Linked DNA regions of Mus musculus: region 2 is linked to region 1. The links are chromatin contacts, called in public promoter capture Hi-C maps. All regions are on one chromosome and are shown on one strand. The core of a region is the stretch at or near the end of the contact, and the rest is flanking DNA. Distances in the headings are between cores, read along the strand shown.

The links. Promoter capture Hi-C pulls out the DNA fragments that hold promoters and counts their contacts.
Region 2: a contact with region 1 is called in a promoter capture Hi-C map of second pharyngeal arch cranial neural crest. The contact joins the promoter of Frat2 here to the promoter of Hhex in region 1.

The regions. Positions count from the first base shown.
Region 1 is chr19:37,433,532-37,436,197 of GRCm38.p6, reverse strand. It overlaps Hhex (hematopoietically expressed homeobox), which reads right to left and starts at 1,357. Exons shown (of 4, transcript NM_008245.3): 1 at 965-1,357. The coding sequence starts at 1,328.
Region 2 is chr19:41,846,798-41,849,463 of GRCm38.p6, reverse strand. Frat2 (frequently rearranged in advanced T cell lymphomas 2) reads left to right here and starts at 1,332. Exons shown (of 1, transcript NM_177603.3): 1 at 1,332-2,666. The coding sequence starts at 1,553. The coding sequence ends at 2,248.

The DNA.
Region 1 (2,666 bases), core at 108-2,607:
AATGTTGTGAGGACAAGCCTCGAAAATCCCAAATTGCCAACGTGTAGCCCTTAGTATTTGTTCGGGGTCTGCACTTTCCTTCTCCAAATTGATGGTGGTGCGTCTGTCCGTCCGTCCGTCCCTATGTCCACAGACCTACACCTAAACATTTTGAAAGTTGGCATTGTTTTTTTTTCCCCCCGAGATTTTGCTTGCGTCAGGCTTCAGACTTGGTGCAAAACAGCCTCCAAAGATGGGGGTGGGGGGTGGCGGGAGAGGCAGAGAGGAAGCAACTGGTTATTTTAGCTGCCATAAAGTCACATCCCACACAGAGGAAATGAACAATATCAGAAAAACGGATCCTGGCTATCAGACGTCGAGTGTTTCCTGAATTTGTCTGTATTGAGGATGTCGATAAAATAATCAGCAGCGTGCACTACTCCGGGGGAAGGGTCTGCTTCATGCAGCCAGGAAAACACTTAACAGCTTCAGAAACCAGATTTACTCCTATCGAGAACTCAAGATTTCCTGTATGAACGGAAAGGGTCAGGCTCCTTCACTGCACAAGCTTGTTGAACCAAGCCCAGCCCAGGAACCGCCCGGGCAGGCAGCTCTCCCTGCCCTGCAGGGGCCAGGCTCAGGGCGCCCCGACGTCCTCTTCTCCGGGCCGCTCGCTAAGGGAGTCCCCCACCCACCCCGGGGCGACACGCGTGGCCAGGGCCGCCCTCCTCCACCTCCCCGGGAGCCCCAGGTCTCTCCCGACTACGCTTGCCCCGACGTCTGCAAGGTGCAGGAAAAGCAATCTGAGTCGCCGAGCTTCCCAGTACCGGGGCCCCGCATGCACCCGCGAGCCGCTCGCTCCGAGAGCTCGCCGCAACTTTTCCACTGCGCTTCCCGTCCGTCCGCCCCTGCCGCCTCCCGCGCGCTGCCACCCGCCGGGAGCGCCTTCCTCACGGACGCCCTCACTCGGCCCCGGCCGCCTTACCCAGGGGGTCGTGGCGGAGTAGGGCGTGCGTGTAGTCGTTCACCGTCCGCGGGAACGGGTACAGAGGGCCTCCGAAGCCACTGGGGCCGTAGGCGGCGGCCAGCGCGGCGGCCGGGTGGTGCGAGAAGGCGGGGTGGACCGGCGTGGGCTCGTACACCGGGGTCCGGTAGGAGGACACGAGGCTGGTGAAGGAGGAGTTGGGGGACGGCAGCGTGGGAGTGGGCGTGGGGGCGGCGGGCCCGCGACCCAAGATGTCGTCGATGTAGAAGGGCGTCGGGTGAGCGGGCTGCAGCAGCGGCGTGGGCGCATACAGCGGGACTCCCACGGCGGGCGCAGCCGCGGGCCCCGGGTGCGGGAACTGCATGGCCGCTCCGCAGCCCCTCGCAGAGAGCTGCCGGCCGGCGGCGCCGCGCTACATTTATTTGCGCTCTGCGCTCCAGGCGATAGGCTCGGGCAGCCGCGGGGTGGGGCCGCGCTCGGTCCCCTTCCTGCCGCCAGGCCCTGCGGCCAATGGCGCTGGCTTCAGATTCGCCTCCGCCCCCCACTAACCCCCGCGCCGATCCGCCCCCACCGGCCCAGCTCCCGCCCCCGAGACGCACGGGCTGTGGGGCTCCGGGGACCCTCCGCCAGGGTGTTCCTGCGCCGCAGGCGCCCCCAGAGGTTCCAGGCACCTAGCGAGCGACTGCGACCGTCGAAGAGGAGGTCACAAGACGTGCGCCGCGGGGCGCGGATCCTGACGGGATGGCGCCACTGCTGAAACTCGGGCAGCCTCTGGAACCTGGAGAAGCGATGGGACTCTGCGGGCCAGGAGGCCGCCGGCAGGATGGCACCTTCGGGCGGCCAGAAGGCTGCGCTTCTTGGGGTAACGGTGGCACTGTCTAGAACGGGGGACCTCCGCAGCTCGGCGCTCCAAGGAGAAGACCCAAGCCGTTGGCTGCGTCCTAGTCCCAGACGGGTACTGACAGCGAGGCTGCAGGTGTTCCAGACCTATTTGAGGACCCCCTAGCTCGGCCACCTCCCTGGATGCTAACGGAATCTGCTCCAGACCGGTATCAAGATAGAACCTTAATCGTATGGCGCAGGACAGAGGCTATGCAGTGTTCTTCGATCCAATGGGGGTGGGAGGTGCTCCTGGACCTCTGTCCCCAGGCCCTGAAGGACACAGCTGCGCTTAGCCGGCCTCTGAGGTTTTACACGTGTTTTCTATTCAAAGCCGTGGTGCGCTGCTCAGTGTGGCCTCAGCTCTGTGCGGCTTCACTCGCCTCTGGGGCAAAGGGGCATTTTCTTGATTGACGCCCTCCTGGGGTGACCACACCTTGAGTTGGGCAGTTTCTGCTAAGGACTTCTATTAGTAGAAAAACTCCCTGGCTTTTTTTTTTCAACTGAGATATTTAGTTTTATCCTTTGGAATTAATCTTCAGCTGCAGTGGGACTGAAGGCGAAATAGCCAGAGGACCTGGGTCCGAGTTTCACTTCACACCTTATTTTCTTGAGCAACTACTGTGTGTCATTAGCAAACGAGAGAGGCAGTCTCTGCCCTGGTGGAAGCAGGAAACGAACACAGTCACATCTACTAGGGAGAAATCGTGTGTAAGGGTCGAAACCTTAAGGAGCTCCAGCCCCTCCTTTCGGGTAAAGGAGAGAGTCACTTTGAAAAAGGAAAAGTCTTCCCAAAGGAAATAATGTTTGAAAGATAGGTAGG
Region 2 (2,666 bases), core at 83-2,582, 4.4 Mb before region 1:
TCAAAGGAAGCTAGCCAGGATGCTCCCAGCACTTGGGAGGCAGAGGCAGGCAGATCTTTGAGTTTGAGGCCAGCCTGGTCTACAGGGTGAGTTCCAGGACAGCAGGGCTACTCAGAGAAACCCAGTCTAAAAAAAAAAAAAAAAACCAACCAGGCAGTGGTGACGCATGCTTTTAATCCCAGCACTTGGGAGGCAGAAGCAGGTGGATTTCTGAGTTCGAGGCCAGCCTGGTCTACGGAGTGAGTTTCGGGACAGTCAGGGATACACAAAGAAACCCTGTCTCGAAAAACCAAAATAAATAGATAAATAACCATAACCAAAACCAAACCAAACCAAAAAAAAAATATATATATATATATAACAGGCAAACTGAAAAATGTCAATTTCACCTGTAACATGACTCATATACACAATAAGGTTTTCAATGACTAAATTCTAGTCGTTTCAATGAATGACGTATATCACATATTAATAAGAGTGTATTCACCCAGTTCTAGGTTTTCCATACATATTACAAAAAATAAAAGGGCCAAACTAAAAAAAACTCTTATCCTTTGACCTAAAACTCCACTCTTAGGAATGTACTCTGAAAAATGAATCATAAATTTGGAAAAGTTTTATGGGAAAGAGCATTAGTCACACACTTACTACAACGGCGAACTCAGAGAAACAGCAACCGTTGAAGGAATTTAAACAATTACAAGTACTTAATGGAAACTTACGTAATCGGTACAGTGTTTTCAAAGCGCGTGCAGTCACCGGAAAAAGCGTTTATAATTTAATGCGACTGCAATGCTTTTGTGTGTGGCTGTATAATGTACAAAGAGGAGGATGAAGGGGGGGGGGGGAAGCCTGTTAATCTCGTTTGAATCCTATGGTTACGAGAACATTTTCGTTTGAACTACAAAAAAAGTCAATTCGATGTAGCTCTGAGAAACCGGAGCAAGTCTGAGAAGCTCTGACCACAGGGTCGGCTTCCCAACCGTCGGGGTCGCCCCTCCCCGGGCCAGCGCAGGCGTTACCCACACGTGGGGCTGGAGCGGGCGCGGCAGAGGAGGGGCTGGGTGTGCTGGGGGTGTGTCCGCGAGTGGGAGCAGCCAATTGGCAGTCGCCGAGGGTGCCTCCTAGGACCGAGAGGTCCTAGGACCTGGGCTCGGCGAAGTCGGTGCCCCGTCCCCGGAATCGCTCGCAACCATATAAACTATCTCTGGGCAGACAGTGTGGGCAGTGGTCTCGCACGGTTTGCGCCGTCCCGCGCCCCTAAGTCTTCTAGCGAACGTCTCCCCCCACGGTCGCGCGCGGTGGTAGGAGCCGCGCGACGTCACCCATTGTTTACAAATCAACCCAAGCCGGCAGCGTTCCGGCTCCCGCGGCTCTAAGGCGCGCGGTACCTCTGCCCGGTGGTCCCGGCTTCCGCATCCCCAGGCTCGGCCCCCTCCTGGCCCGGCTTGGGCCTCCGCCGCGCTCCCGCCCCAGCCGCGGCTCGCCGAGCCCGCGGCCAACCGAGCTGCCAGCGACGCCCGCACAGCCGCGGGGGCCCGGGCGGGGGGCCATGCCTTGCCGGAGAGAGGAGGAGGAGGAAGCCGGCGACGAGGCAGAGGGGGAGGAGGACGACGACAGCTTCCTCCTGCTGCAGCAGTCGGTGACTCTGGGCGGCTCGACCGACGTGGATCGGCTCATCGTCCAGATCGGCGAGACGCTGCAGCTGGACACGGCGCACGATCGCCCGGCCTCGCCGTGTGCCGCCCCGGGTCCCCCACCCGCGCCTCCGCGGGTCCTGGCGGCGCTGTCGGCGGACAAGACCGGGACCCCAGCGAGGCGGCTGCTGCGGCCGACGGGGTCAGCAGAGACCGGGGACCCTGCGCCTCCGGGGGCCGTGCGCTGCGTGCTGGGGGAGCGCGGGCGTGTGCGGGGCCGATCGGCGCCCTACTGCGTTGCGGAGATCGCCCCGGGTGCCAGCGCGCTTCCCGGGCCGGGGCGGCGAGGGTGGCTCCCCGGCTCCGTGGCTTCTCACCGAATCCAGCAGCGGCGGTGGACAGCAGGCGGAGCGCGCGCGGCCGACGACGACCCGCACCGGCTCCTGCAGCAGCTCGTGCTCTCCGGAAACCTCATCAAGGAGGCGGTGCGCAGACTCCAGCGAGCGGTCGCCGCGGTTGCGGCCACGAGCCCCGCGAGCGCTCCGGGGTCCGGGGGTGGCCGAAGCGGACCGGACTCAGTCACTCTGCAGCCCTCGGGCGCCTGGCTCTGACAGGGGATCCCTGGAGGAGGAAGAGGACGCCGCTACGCTGATCCAACAGTGTCTTGCCCGGGACTGTGCGGAGCAGGAGCTGTCGTCCATCCCTCGGGCTACAGCCTCAAAGTTACCGGCCGCGAGAGGCTGTTAGAGAAAACGGACTCTACTGAGTAGCACCAGCAGCCGAGGACCTGGGATCTACCGGTTGAACTGTGGCAGCTACTTAATCCACTTGGACCTGACTTAGCCCTTATCGTGTGCTTGGATTGTTTATAGATGTGGCTCGCAGGGGCGGGAATCGGGAGGGCTTCTAACAATACTTGAAAAACCAATAGTAGATATGATCTCGTTATTTTCGGGTACAGAAGCTTTCTGAATATGGTGCTACAATTGCAGAGCAGAGCGGTTCTAGGGTGAAGAACATAAGTTGGCA